Regions from separate parts of the Mus musculus genome. Here all the other regions are linked to region 5. A link is a contact called in public Hi-C, HiChIP or PLAC-seq and promoter capture Hi-C data. All regions are on one chromosome and are shown on one strand. The core of a region is the stretch at or near the end of the contact, and the rest is flanking DNA. Distances in the headings are between cores, read along the strand shown. Region 1 holds the start of Echdc2 (enoyl Coenzyme A hydratase domain containing 2). Region 2 holds the start of Nrd1 (nardilysin, N-arginine dibasic convertase, NRD convertase 1). Region 3 holds the start of Scp2 (sterol carrier protein 2, liver). Region 4 has its middle 9.2 kb from the start of Gm46889. Region 5 holds the start of Cc2d1b (coiled-coil and C2 domain containing 1B).

Region 1 (2,700 bases), core at 134-2,633, 450 kb after region 5:
CAAAGGAGATAAGAAATGACCTTTTAAAAAATGTGCCCAGTGGCAAATGTAACCACTCACATTCAGTAATAAAAATAGTAAATAAGGGGCTGGAGAGATGGCTCAGAGGTTAAGAGCACTGACTGCTCTTCCAGAGGTCCTGAGTTCATTTCCCAGCAACCACATGGTGGGTCACAACCATCTGTAATAGGATCCGATGCCCTCTTCTGGTGGGTCTGAAAACAAGAGACAGTGTACCGACATACATGAAATAAATAAATAAGCCAGTCGTGGTGGCGTATGCCTTTAATCCTAGCACTTGGACTTGGGAGTCAGAGGCAGGCGAATTTCTGTGTTCGAGGCCAGCCTGGTCTACAGAGTGAGTTCCAGGACAGCCAGGGCTACACAGAGAAACCCTGTCTCAAAATAAATAAATAAATAAATAAATAACTCTTAAAAAAAAAAAAAAGTAAATAAGCGGGACAGTGGTGACACACACCACTAATCCCAGTACTTGGGAGGCAGAGGCAAGTGAATCTCTGAAGTTCAGGGCCAGCCTGGTCTACAGAGTGAACCCCAGGACAGCCAGGGCTGTTACACAGAGAAACCCTGTTTTGTTTTTTGTTTTTGTTTTTGTTTTTGTTTTTGGGGAGGGGGAGACAAATAAAACAGAAGAACAGGAAGAGACAGGAACAATACAATATCCAACATGGGAACGGAGATGGGATGAGGTTACATTGGAGAAGGATCCGCACCCAGCTAACGCACCTGAGGTCCAAACAAACATACCCACGCTTCACAGCGTATTTTTGTACAATAAAAGACCTTGCTGCCGCCGATGGTTGTGAAGTTTCCCTGTGTGTCCGTGGACCCTGTGGACCGTCCCTCCCTCTCTGGTTGTCCCCTCAGGTCCAGCCAGATTTGCTCCGCCGCCACCCCCACCCCCCACCCCCGTCCCCGATCATTGCCAAGGCTCTAGAGGGAAAAGTCCTGGCTAGCACTGTTGTCCTGATCTCCTGGCGCACAGCCCTGCTCCCAGCTCTCCTCTCGGCTCCACACCTCCCCGGGCCTCTAGAGAGTTTGGGGAGCTCCCCTTCTACCCTGGGAGCCCTGAGATCCAATCCTCCTGCTCTCCCGCCTCAGTCTTCCCATGTGTTGGGTCTCAGCACACAACTTTACCTTGGTTGGGACCTGTCAGAGCCTGCACTTGGATTTCGGGTGTCCTGGTCGTCGCGTGAGAGGCGCAGTCCCGGGCCCCCGAGAACCTCCAGGAGCACGGGAGGCGCAGCGCGCGGGGCAGTACGCGTAGCATCGGGGAGCAGGCCGGCAAGGTGGCGCGGAGAACGGGACCTCCTCGGCAGAGCTGGAAAATCGTAGTTCCGGGGCGGGCGAGGCCTCGCCAAGGGCTCCACCTACGGGCGGAGAGAAAGGTGCGGCGGTCCGCGAGCCTGCAGACCCCAAGTTCAGCTCCTTCGTGAAATCTGGGAATGCTGCAGATTTAATCCGAATGCACGGCTAGGAAGGTGGTGTCCAAAACTGAATGTGTTGTGTGCACTTTCTTCACGTGTACCCTCAGATCATGTCATTTCATCAGTCACTGTGGGGTGGTCTGCACCCACTGACAAGGTCTGCTGTCCTAGAGGCTGTAAGATCGCGTCTGGCCCCTCCCAGTTTAACTAAGAACTTTGGCTCACAGTTATGAACTGCCAGTTTCTGTCCTCCACCGGCCACCTAGCCTTCCTTTGCAGAGGAAAGAAGGGCAATCCAGGGTAAATCAACCAAGCATCTGGGGTGAACAGTCAAGATATGGGTGCTTTGTCAGGCCATCTAATAGTAAAACTCAAGCCACTGATTTTCGTATGTGTAGGAGCAGCGGGAGAAGAGTGTCTCCGTCAAACAGAACCACAAACAGCCAGAGATCATTCGTAGCTACGCAGTGATCTGAAGACCACCCTGTGGCAGACAAAACGAAATAACACAGCAAACTATACAATCTATTTTCAAACTGCTAAAAGGAAAAACAAAAAACAAAAAGACCCAAAACCCTGTTTGTCAAGAATCCCACGTTTAGCAAACTGAAGAAGAAGCTGGGTGCTATGACTTTAATCCCAGATCTCGGGCAGATTTCTGTGTTCAAAGCTAGCCTAGTCTACATATTGATTTTTGGGTCAGCCAGGGAGCTCCACTGAGACGCTGTCAGAGAGAGAGAGAGAGAGAGAGGCAGAGAGAGACACAGAGAGAGACACACAGAGAGAGAGAGAGAGACAGAGAGAGAGGACAGAGACAGAGAGAGAGACAGACAGAGAGAGACAGAGACAGAGTCAGAGGAGAGAGAGAATTCTTGCAGACCAGGAATGGCTATGTGAATATCAGACAAGATGACTTTGTCTATCTTTATGTTGTGTGAAGGGTTTGCCTGTGTACCACTTGTGTGCCTGGTTTCCAGTGACAGAGAGAGGGCAGACAGTCTTTGCTTTTTTAACTGGAAAGACAGGCAGATTGCTGTGACTTAAAGGCAGCCAGGGTTATTTAATCAGACCCTGACTCAATTTTTTAAAGTCTTTTAATCTAAAAAAATTATTTGTATTTTTTGTGCATGAGTGCTTTGCCTATGTGTGCATGTGTACCACAAGTTAGCCTGGAGCCCACAGAGCCATAGAGGTGTCATCTGAAACTGGAGTTACAGACATTTGTGAGCCATCACGTGGGAGCTGGATATCG
Region 2 (2,772 bases), core at 103-2,602, 380 kb before region 5:
AACCAGGAAAACTAAGCTGTAAGATAATAGAAACTATTTCAAATACAAGATATTTTATGAAACAAAGTAACTCTTAAGTTTATTCAGGTGGGGGATTGAGTCACCATTCATTCATTCATTACACATGATTGAAACATTGTATAAAATGGGATCTTACACGCCTACCATTCATACAACTGAGGCCCAAGATATCTCTAATACGTTTTGGAAGAAGTCATCTAGCTAAGCCATTCTAGTTGTGGCTAGCTACCCATGGTTACAAGCCACTCCATCTCAGGCTAGCTAAGAGAGGTAAACAGGAGTGATAATTACGAAAAGGGTGATGTAAAGTTCTTTTATTAAAACCACAGCATCCTTTTCGTAATTTTCACTCTGTTTTACCTCTCTTTACTCATACACCTTTGGATTGAGACTGAACAAAAATAACACACACACACACACACACACACACACACACACACACACATCTCAAATATCCTCTCCGCCAAAATTCAGAATCACTAACTGTCAAGCTTTCCTTACCAACCCTCCTCCCCTTTACCATCCATCCTGTCTTCCTCATGGAAACCTTAATTCTTGCTTTAATATAAGTCAAAAATAGCCGGGCAGTGGCGGCGGATACCTTTAATCCCAGCATTTGAGAGGCAGAGGCAAGCAGATCTCTGAGTTAAAGGCCAGCCTCGTCTACTCCAAATTGCCCTGGCCGCCTCACCCAAACACACATTTGGGATGGGAAGTAGTAACACCCTGTTGCTTCTCCGGGAGACATGGAGACCAGAAGTCACTACAGCACCAACCGAAGCCCGCACCCTGTTCTCCCCAGTCCGAGCCTCCTCCCTCACCGGTACTGCTTGGGATCGCTGGGAGACTTGATGATCTCAGGGTCCCCGACATTACTGAAAGACCGTCCCTCCTCCTCAGATTCATCCGCTCCTAGACGAGCAAGCCGGCCGCTCTCGCCCAAGTCCTGTCCATTGGGCTGCAGGTCCGGGCAACTGCAGGTGGACTTCGCCTTGTTTCTTCCAGGCATGGTCAGCGTAGGAAAGGGTTTCGATGATTCTTCGCACAGACCCCGTGCTTCGATTCGCCCCAGAGCCGTGAGCTCCCGCCCGGCCTCACACCGCAACTTCCTCCCGGTGACACAGACTGCAGCAACCGCGACTCTCCTCAGCATTCACCAGCAAGTCGTAGCGCTGGACATCCCGCTCCCCAGGCCCACCTCCTCCTCCTACACCTCCAGCCACTCCTCCTCCTCCGCGTCCCAGGGGCGACGGCGGCGGCCGGCGTTGTTGCTGCCCCAGCCGCTGGGGAGGACAGGCCTGAACCCCTCCTCCAACCCGGCCTCGCTCACACCGACTTTCTTCATCCCACCCTCCTGACAGCCGATGACGCTATGGACTCTAGCCAATCACAACGCACAACGGCCGTCACGTTTGCAGAAACAGCCAATGGGAGTAGGGGAAGCGAGAGACCAATAGAAATAGGCCGGGTTCCTGGCGCACCCAGAGAGCATTTCGAAACCTGACGTGGGCGGGGCGAAGGAAAAGAGGCGGAGGATGATGGGAGAAGTCTTGCTGCGATTGTGACGTGCGTCCGTAGCTGTTTTTAGGAAAACCGCGTAGCGCTCCGTGTCTGAGAAAATATTCCCCAGCGAGAAAACACAGAAGTGAGTCGCGATAGTGGATGCTGATCTTCTTCACCCACTTGCGGTGTATTTTTTGCACTCTATTCTTAGAGTGACTCAGCGGGTCTCTTTTTTAAAAGAGCAGAGCACCGGAAGTCTTTTCCCACCCTATCCCGAGATGGATGCAGTGCTTGTGGGTCACTAAGCACCGGAAATAACAATTGCATCTTTCCATCCTGTAGGCTGCCAAACCATTGGTGCTTTTCACGCTCCAGATCTGTTTCAATATGCTCACTCTTGTATGCGAATTGTTTATTTTTTTAAGCTTCCACACCCTGGAGTAGTCCTCAGCCTACCTTTAAGTTTGGCCAACTTTTACTGAAAAGCAAGAACATGTTAGGCTACTAACCTCAAGTAACTTTCCCAAGCTTTTTGTTTTTGTTTTTGCCAATGCTTTTGCAGCGACTGGAACAGACACAATATAAAATAAAAAGCAGTTGACCAGATAACAATAAAAAGCTGATAGACACCATTGAATGAGATCATACCACATGGAAGAGATAAACGAAATGAATATGAGTAAACAACAACAACAACAAAAAGACTTTAAGCCGATAGATACATTAGTGGTTGTCTTTCCTGCCTCTGAACCTTTGTGTGGCTGAAGATAAAGCCATACACAAAACAAATCGTTGCCGGTGTGGTAGTCCACACCTTGAATCTCAAGCACTCAGGGAGACAGAGGCAGGTGAATCTCTTTAAGTTCAGGGCCAGCCTGGTTTACAAAGCAGTTCCAAGCCAGCCATGTCTACCTACTAAGACCGTCTCAAAAACAACAAAAAATCCTTGGCTTGAAGTTTAGTTTCTTATGGGAAGAAACTGACCATAAATAATACATTAAAAAAAAAAAACAATAAATGCTAAGACTACAAAACAGGGTAGGAAGACAAAGTATTGAAGAGGATACATGAACTGGGGCAGAAGTATTTGAAAGCATTAAGATTCCGGGCAGTGGTAACGCATGCCTTTAATCCCAGCACTTGGGAGGCAGAAGCAGGTCGATTTCTGAGTTTGAGGCCAGCCTGGTCTACAGAGTGAGTTACAGGACAGCCAAGACTACACACAGAAACCCTGTCTCAAAAAATAAA
Region 3 (2,700 bases), core at 35-2,534, 500 kb after region 5:
TGTGAGGCCAGCCTGGTCTACAGAGCAAGTTAGCCCCCCCCATGCACATTATAACTTCTTCTTCTTCTTCTTCTTTTTTTTTTTTTTTTTTTTTGAGACAGGGTCTCACTTTGCAGATGATTCCAGGCTGGACTTGAATTTGTTTTGAGGCATGTCCACCAGAGAACAGCACACAGACAGTCTGTTTTTTTTTTTTTTTTTAAGATTTATTTATTATTATACATAAGTGCACTGTAGCTGTCTTCAGACACACCAGAAGAGGGCGTCAGATCTCAACTCAGGACCTTCAGAAGAGCAGTGTTCTTACCCGCTGAGCCATCTCGCCAGCTCAGACACAGAAACTCTTTTTTTTTTTCTTTTAAAGGGGATAGTAATAGAGACACAGACACTCTTTTTTTTTTTTTTTTTTTTTTAAGTTTAGGGGATAGTAATATATACCTTTTTTTCCTATTTATTTATTTATTTATTTATTTATGACTGTAGCTGTCTTCAGACACCCCAGAAGAGGGCATCAGATCGCATTTCGGATGGTTGTGAACCACCACGTGGTTGCTGGGATTTGAACTCAGTACCTTTAAGAACAGTCAGTGCTCTTAACCGCTGAGCCATCTTTCCAGCCCGACACAGACACTCTTAAGGCTGAGAACAAACTTCGTATTGATGGCTCCTGGCTACAGAGGATACTTGTCCAATCATGGAAACCCACATTCTGGTTGGCACACTTCAATTAGCAAGAAACAGAACTACGGAAGCCAAAACGTAAGGTTACCACATTTAGAGACTTTCCTGTTTCCTGGAACTATGGACCAGGTCTTTGATGGATTTTGGTCTTTGTACCATTTTTGGCAGAGATCTGCCTGCCTCTTCCTCTCGTGTGGAGATATTAAAGGTGTGAACCACTAAGCCCTGATCTGACTTAATTTTTAAAAAACATCTTATCCGCACATAGAATTCTGACTTTATTAGTGTACATCGTGCTTTTTGCTCATATACTGCGTGTTGTAACTACTCTCACACATACAGAACGTCTCTAACACTCTAGAGAATCCCCACAGGATTCTGAGTTTCCTCTGAGGCCAGAGCTTCCATTTTAGGCCTTCCCTCTCTCACTGTAAAAAGAGGAAGCACAGAAACCGAGGCCTCCTTGAGAAACTTTGCCTGAGTCTAACACAGTAGGTCAAAAGAACCCATAAAGGACTTGGCTCTAGGATCGCCACGCATGCGTACATCCTCTACCCTGCCTCCTCCGGTCGGTTCCCGTAACTCGGCCCCGCCCCTGACGCTGCGGCCCCGCCCCCGACGCCTGGGGTTGGGATAATCGGACCCGACCCGGCTTTGGTTCTGCAAAGCCTCAGTCTGTAGGAGACCTTCGCTGCTGGAGCCATGCCTTCTGTCGCTTTGAAATCTCCGCGCCTGCGCCGGGTGTTCGTGGTCGGCGTTGGCATGACCAAGGTAAACAGAGTTGTGAGCAGCGAGAGATCTGCCTCTGTTATTCCCCGCAGTCCGAGGCGACAGGGAAGCGCGGCAAGGGGACGGTCACAGTCTGCGCTGCTGTCCCTCTGACCTTTCCCTCCAGAGAGGCGACCTGAGGGTGTATGATGCTGTCACTAGGGTCTCAGTATCTTGGGCTTGTTCTCTCAGTCATTTTTTTTTTTTTTAAAGATTTATTTATTTATTATATGTAAGTACATGTAAGTAAGTACATTGTAGCTGTCCTCAGATACTCCAGAAGAGGGCATCAGATTTCGTTACGGATGGTTGTGAGCCACCATGTGGTTGCTGGGATTTGAACTCCGGACCTTCGGAAAAGCAGTCGGTGCTCTTAACCACTGAGCCATCTCGCCAGCCCCTCTCAGTCATTTTTTTATTCGCCTTCCTGTTTGCTTATTCTAGCTTTTTAGTCTGTGAAGGAGCCCCCAACACAGCACAAATCTCACACTTCCTTAGATTCTAAATCCCGAGTAGGCCGGCCGGGTGGTTCACATCTCTAGTATGAGCTTTAGGAGATGCAGCCAGGAGAACTGCTGCGAGTCTGAATCATATCAAGACCTTGTTTCACAAAACAAAGCAAACCAAACCGACAAACAAAACAAAACAAACAAACATGTGGTTGCTGGGATTTGAACCCAGGACTTTCAGAAGAGCAGTCAGTTCTCTTACCCGTTGAGCCATCTCGCCAGCCCTATCTTGTCTTTCTTACCTCTAGAGCCTTGAGCTTAGCTCTAATTTACTTTGATGCACTGGGATTCTTTGTTCAGATGACTATATTCTCCTAATGTATTGCTACAGGGTGGGTACCACAATTATTTACTGCTGTATCACTCACAGTGATAAATCACTCGTGCCTAATGACAGTGAATGTTAGATGATTGATATTAAATGGATTTACTGGTGAAAGAGTTACTGTGAAGAATCTTTTTGTACTGTAAAAAAAAAAAACAAAACCCAAATTTTACATTATCTTAGTAACAGGTGAAAACAAATAATTTATTCAAAACATGTAAATAGAAAAGTTGACTAATATGTTCTAAAACTTAAAGGGCATCCCACTGTTTCTCAGAGGGGGAGCTTCTCATATAGTAAGTAGGTGGGCAGTAAAACTTTCCAGAATATTCTCTAGATTTTTTTTTAAAAAAGTATCTTATATGGCCCTGGCTGGCTTTAAACTTCTGATTCAGTCTCTCAAACTGCCCCCCCCCC
Region 4 (2,700 bases), core at 69-2,568, 260 kb after region 5:
AGTTTAACTTGACAGCAATATATGGAAGAACTTGTTCTCCTGAATCTTGTGACACATATACCTGCAAGGCTCTCTGCTTTGGGGAAACCTATTGAGTTCCTGCCCTGGGGATCAGAATAGCTTGTCTGTAGGACCATGGTGGGTTATGTGAACACAAGATGAGTCGGGCACCAGACAGCTCCTCATCTCAGAGGAGGCCACTATACTCTCTGCTCTATGCTCTGAGGCAACTGAAGCCAAGCTGTAAGGGTATCCAGGAGAGCCACCTGGACAGCTCATGGAGAGCATTCCCAGGGCTGTGATTGGCTCTTGCACACCTTGCCACACCTCACGGACCACCCCAGTGGATGGTCTACTTGAGGGTGTTGCTTGACCTCATGCTGTGACCCTCCTGGGAATGGATCCTATCAATAGGGACCCACTCAAATAAATAGTAAACTTGACCGGAGAACCCCTAAAAGAAGTCCAAGTTATCAGGTAGATGTAAGGTGTGGAATAAGGACCATTAAAGCGCAGATTCTAACACCAAGAAAAAGAAGTAATCTGGAATCCTTTGTGGAGGAAATCTAGTTGAATTTGACCTGGGTGGAACATGACAGTATTTGATGGTCTCAAACAAAGCAAAGTGTCTTTGTTTCTTTGTGAGACGGGGTCTGCGTAAACCCAGGCTGGCCACAAAATGAACATCTTCCTGTTTCTGTATACTAAGAGTTGGAATTACAGATGTGAACCACCACATCTGGCTTTGACTTCATATTTTAAAGATGGAACCATCTAGAATGCAGATGGCTCAGCAGTTAAGAGCACTCACTGGCTGCTCTTCCAAAGGATGCAGGTTCAGCTGCCAGCACCAACGTGGTGGCTTACAACCATCTGTGAATACAGTTCCAGGGAATCTGACCCCCTTCTCGGGAATTAGATACACATGAGGGGTACAAACATGTAGGCAAACACTCATGCACATAAATACAAAGAATGTAAGACTAAAAACAAAGATTTTAGTCCATTTCTAGCCCCACCAACACACATTCAAATCTTTTGCTCTGAGTTCTGAGAACAAAGAAATAAAATCATTTTAATTTCTGTTCTTGATAGACTTCTCAACCTATTGGGAAAGACTGGTAAATTAACTAGACGGTGACGAAGAGCGAGATGATTCCTTCCTTCTCAAGTTTAGGGCAAGATCAGCGCGTGGTGAGGCGAGGGCTCCATTTTCAAGTGTCTTTCTCTTCGGAAAAGGAGCTCCCTTTGTGCAAACCATCTTCCCCGCCTCACTCCGGGTTCCTTCCACCCCACCTCTCTCCCGGTGCGTTTCCATGGAGACCGCAAGCCCCTCGAAGCTTCCTGTGTTTCCGCTCCCCTCCCCCCACGCCATCTCTCTTAGTTGCAGATTCCCTCTAGGGTTGATAATATCCAGAACATTCCCCAGGCAGGAATTATTATTCGCATACGGTATCAGTGAAAGCTGAGACCCAGACGTTAAGCGATTTGCTCCTGGCTCCGCCTGCCGCCAAGCTCGGACACCCTCCGCCATGCACACTCGGCCTTCTGCGTGCAGCAGGCTGGGCCTCCTCTCCACCTAGACTTATTTCTTTTTTTCCCCCTTTCCTATCTTTGTTAGCTCAAATTTTTTTTCTTATAAGAAAATCAGAATATGTTCTGACTAAAACGACAAATGACATGAAGCTCAATCCTTACATTAGTGACTTTAAATCTATTCTTGGACTCGTTGTTTCAAGTCCTTTGTGAACTGAAATAGTGCTGGATGATAAAGACCTGCCAAAAAGCCATCTCCGAATGCACCAGCTCCCAGTATGCGCAGGCAACAATGATAATCTTATGTTTGAGTCTTGCAGTATGCCAGAGTGCATTAAGAAAAACCATTTATGACCAGGCCAAATTTACCCAACACATAGAGAGAATTTAGATACAAGGTACCAAGTAGTTAGAACTGTAACTCTAGAAGACAAGAATATCAAAACCTTGACATAAGGAAAACAGCCTGTCCTGCAAGGCTGTTTCTCAATCCCTTAAACCTATTTTTGTCTCCTGCACATTAATCTGAAGTTGTCACACTTGTACGGTAACCATACAGATGTGAAAGGACTGTACAAATTTTGAGGTGCTTATCATATGTCATTCTTGTTAAATGAACATTAGGGGCTGGAGGATAGCTCAGATGTGGAGTGGTCACCTGGGTTCAGTTGCCAGCACCAACATGGTGGCTCACAAACACCTTCAGAGGATCTGAAGCAGCCTCCGAGCTCCTCGGGCTTCTGCACACACTTGGTATACATGCAAGCACTCAGGCACACACAGACATGCATGTAAACTAAAAATAAACAAACATCAGGGGTTTTTCCCCCTCCATCCCCCTCCCCCTTGTTACATTGATTTTGAAATAGTCTATTGCTAGCAAAGGTCCATTACTGAAAGTGTGCGAGTCTGGCATCCAGAGCCAGAGTTTAATTTCAGAGTCCAGGGTCTGACTTTCTTCTATCAGTCTGAGAAAACCAAGTCTGGAGGCCAGTACAGGGAGGGCACTAAGGTCAAAAGGGTGGGCCACTAGGGAGAAGCAGCTATGTGGCTGTCCACCACCTGGGCTCACCCATGGAGTGAGAAACTAGCTCATGTCCTCAGCTTGTCCCCCGCTGCCCAGCCAGCCTCCCTTCGGGGGCCCGCACTGTCTGTGCTATCCAT
Region 5 (2,764 bases), core at 26-2,525:
TAAAAGCAGTGCTGTCGCCGGGCGTGGTGGCACACGCCTTTAATCCCAGCACTCGGGAGGCAGAGGCAGGCGGATTTCTGAGTTCGAGGCCAGCCTGGTCTACAGAGTGAGTTCCAGGACAGGCTGTCTGTTCTGCAAATAATGTGTCTATTTACATTTAAATTAAAAATTCAGCTCCTCAGTCATACCAGACAGATTTCAAGTGCTCAGTAGGTGAATCTGATTAATGGGTACCACTGGGCAGCACAGGCATGGATCGTTCTCATCATCAGTTCCCGTGGGCACTCTGCACCTGATTCAGTATTCAGATCCTCTGAAAGGTGTCACAAGTGGTCAGCGGGTACTGTAGCACCACCTGTCCAGCACTGGAAGGAACTCATTTGCTCCTACCTCAGGCTTCAAGGAAACAGACCCATGGGCAGACAACGACCACAGAGCAGCTGCAGGGACAATGGGTGCAAGAGGCAGCCCCTTATCGAGGACATAGAAAAGACATCTAGGAGAGGACGATGCCTGTGCTGAGTCATGAAGTTTGCACACTGGGGAATAGCAGAACTCCAAGCAAATCAAACGAACTGACACCAGTTCTGAGGTGAGAACTGGCTTGGCCTACACAAGGAGAAGAAACGCCCAGCACCACGGAGGCATAAACCAAACCGTAAGGCTAGAAATGAAGGCATGAACTAGGGGAGAAAGAGAAACAGCTTTAAGGCTTTAAAGACACTTGGGCGTTAGACACTGGGAAGCATTATGGGTTGATGCAGAAGGTGCCCAGGGAAGTGGGAGATCATATAGGGCGGGAAACCTCAGCCCTGAGCATCTTGCAAATCTATGAAGAAGCGTGAGGTGGCGTGGGGATTAAGAAACAAGACACGATCCCGCGTCCGGAGCGGGAATCAACAGGGCTGCGAGGTTCCCTGGTGTGAGCGCACAGGCGTAAGCCACTCCAAGTGTCACATTTCGGACTGCAGTCAACAGCGAAGCGTCAGCCGGGGTGGGGTGCGGGAGTGAAGGAGCTCGGGAGAATGAGATGCTCCGCTGCCGCAGGCCGGTCGCGGCCCTCCCGATGCCAGGCTCCGCCCGGCCCGACCCAAGCCGCCTCTATCTCCCCGGCCGCCCCCAGAGTCCACACGCCGGGAAGCGGGCACGTGGCATACCTCGCGGCGGATCCGAACCAAAACCGGGCCTTCTCGAGCCCGGAACCGCCTAGCTTTCCGCGGCCCCCGGGCGGCCGCGGCGGAGACAGCCACAGGAAGCTCCCGCCCAGGAGGCGGTGGCAGGCGCCCGGCACGTGACACCACAGCCGGCGGGTCGCCGTGCGCATGTGCGCGGGGAAGCGGGCGGGGCGCGCCCACAGGTGACGCCGAGGGTGGGGCCGGCTGCGCGCAGGCATCTTGGAGCAGGTAACGCGATACCGGCTGGCGGCAGCGTCGTGAGGTGTGGCGTGCTGCGTCCTTCACCCACGGTAGGCGTGCCCCATTCCTGCCGTAGTTTCTCCGAGAGGCCTCTTACCTGGTTCTCTTCGCGCGCCCCGGCGCTTCCGCGTCCTACTGGCTACCAATAGGCAGCCGAGCCGCGTCCCTGTGCTGAGATCCTGGAGGATGCGGCTTCCTCCAGTCTGTGCAGCTTAGGCACGGAAAACCAGCTCTCTGGGAAATAGAGCTCCTTTCTAGTCAGAGGGCAGGACAAAACTTCAGATTAGAGGAACCAAAGCCCTCGATTAACTGAGGCCGGAGCATCCCTGCAAGCTGAAGGGTCGCCTCTACCTCAAGGAGTCCTGTTATATGGGGATTGATGGAACTGACCTGCAGATAGACCAAACCCCGAGATACCCCACACCACGTGCGTAGTCTCACTTCGTGGAGAGACTGCAGGCTTCAGTTCTGATAGATCAGTTCTGCAGCCCTCGTGGTGGCGCATGCATTAAATCTCAGCACTCGGGAGGCAGAGGCAGAGTCCTTTAGTTTGCCTGCAGCTGGTCTAGTTTAGGCCAGCCAGGGCTACATAGTAAGAACTCTGACTCATAAACTGCCTTACTAAGGCAACTTCCAGAAGTTGTCTTCTGACCCTACACAGATGCAGGCCTGCCTGCACTCCGACATTCAAATTAACACACACAAATAATACACAGTAGATAGTGATTCCTACAGCTTTGGGTTTTTTCATTTGATTGTTTTCAAGGTCACACAGACCCACCTGCCTCTACCTCCTGAGTGCTGGGCTTAAAGAGTGCACCACCACCACCTGGCTGGTTTGTTTGAAACTTTCGTGTACTCAATCCTGACCTTGAATTTGATTTGTAGTGAAGGATGACATGGAATTTGTGATCCTCCTGTCTGCATCTCCTAGTGCAGGCATTACACCTCTGGGACTTCTGAGGTGCTGTCGATGAGACACAGAGATTTGTTCCTGCTAGAAGCACCCTGCCAGTCCAGCTACCTCCCAGACCTAGTCATACCCGTGTATGTAAATTAACAGGAGATGTGGCCACTGACTTCATCTCCCATTCTGCAACAGTTCCTTTTCAGTGGGGATCTGTCCTCTTACTGGACTCTCACTCCGGCCTGCCACAGGCTCCCAGATCTTGTGTTTCCCACATAACAGACTCAAATGAGCCAGAGTATAATTTAGGAGATAGTTTATAATAATAGAACAAGGAGGGTTAAGAGTGGATAATGGCCAGAGGGACCAGTGCAGAAGGAAAAAAAAAAAAAAACTCACCACATGTAAGTGGATAATGGCAAAGAATCACCATTGTGCCAAT

The links. A called contact is a pair of places that touch in the nucleus more often than the background predicts. HiChIP or PLAC-seq counts read pairs in DNA pulled down with a chosen protein or histone mark. Capture Hi-C pulls out chosen DNA fragments and counts their contacts.
Region 1: a contact with region 5 is called in an HNF4G HiChIP or PLAC-seq map of pancreatic cancer cells. The contact joins the promoter of Echdc2 here to the promoter of Cc2d1b in region 5. A contact is called at or near these places in 1 of 39 promoter capture datasets (pre-B cells), 1 of 484 Hi-C or Micro-C datasets (the HL-1 cell line), 8 of 115 datasets of contacts at active chromatin or transcription factors (astrocytes, embryonic forebrain, embryonic limb bud and 3 more) and 1 of 9 other capture datasets (embryonic stem cells).
Region 2: a Hi-C map of regulatory T cells shows a contact between it and region 5, with 11 times the contacts expected there. The contact joins the promoter of Nrd1 here to the promoter of Cc2d1b in region 5. A contact is called at or near these places in 4 of 39 promoter capture datasets (the HPC-7 cell line, cranial neural crest, erythroid cells and 1 more), 5 of 484 Hi-C or Micro-C datasets (CD4 T cells, embryonic stem cells, muscle stem cells and 1 more), 7 of 115 datasets of contacts at active chromatin or transcription factors (bone marrow-derived macrophages, embryonic stem cells, extraembryonic endoderm stem cells and 3 more) and 2 of 9 other capture datasets (adipose tissue and liver).
Region 3: a promoter capture Hi-C map of liver shows a contact between it and region 5, with 2.4 times the contacts expected there. The contact joins the promoter of Scp2 here to the promoter of Cc2d1b in region 5. A contact is called at or near these places in 4 of 39 promoter capture datasets (cranial neural crest, neutrophils, pre-B cells and 1 more), 3 of 115 datasets of contacts at active chromatin or transcription factors (bone marrow-derived macrophages, embryonic limb bud and large pre-B cells) and 1 of 9 other capture datasets (liver).
Region 4: a contact with region 5 is called in an RNA polymerase II HiChIP or PLAC-seq map of embryonic stem cells, with 12 read pairs. The contact joins the enhancer-like site here to the promoter of Cc2d1b in region 5. A contact is called at or near these places in 4 of 39 promoter capture datasets (HPC-7-derived erythroid cells, hippocampal neurons, neutrophils and 1 more), 11 of 115 datasets of contacts at active chromatin or transcription factors (bone marrow-derived macrophages, effector CD8 T cells, embryonic basal ganglia and 4 more) and 2 of 9 other capture datasets (embryonic tail and embryonic trunk).

The regions. Positions count from the first base shown.
Region 1 is chr4:108,164,120-108,166,819 of GRCm38.p6, reverse strand. It overlaps Echdc2 (enoyl Coenzyme A hydratase domain containing 2), which reads right to left and starts at 1,383. Exons shown (of 10, transcript NM_026728.4): 1 at 1,159-1,383. The coding sequence starts at 1,291.
Region 2 is chr4:108,999,235-109,002,006 of GRCm38.p6, reverse strand. It overlaps Nrd1 (nardilysin, N-arginine dibasic convertase, NRD convertase 1), which reads right to left and starts at 1,352. Exons shown (of 31, transcript NM_146150.3): 1 at 843-1,352. The coding sequence starts at 1,174.
Region 3 is chr4:108,117,131-108,119,830 of GRCm38.p6, reverse strand. Scp2 (sterol carrier protein 2, liver) reads left to right here and starts at 1,284. Exons shown (of 16, transcript NM_011327.4): 1 at 1,284-1,452. The coding sequence starts at 1,384.
Region 4 is chr4:108,359,004-108,361,703 of GRCm38.p6, reverse strand. No RefSeq gene overlaps it. Among named protein-coding and RNA genes, the nearest start is that of Gm46889, 9.2 kb to the right of the region's middle. RefSeq lists an enhancer at 1-686. Within about 2 kb of position 1,318, at least 91 of the 459 cell types and tissues checked have an H3K27ac peak or open chromatin away from gene starts, as enhancers often do. A contact at or near this core is called in embryonic basal ganglia and embryonic stem cells, where this site is marked.
Region 5 is chr4:108,618,467-108,621,230 of GRCm38.p6, reverse strand. Cc2d1b (coiled-coil and C2 domain containing 1B) reads right to left here and starts at 1,275. Exons shown (of 25, transcript NM_177045.3): 1 at 1,158-1,275. It overlaps Gm12743 (a long non-coding RNA gene), which reads left to right and starts at 1,376. Exons shown (of 3, transcript XR_003955254.1): 1 at 1,376-1,465.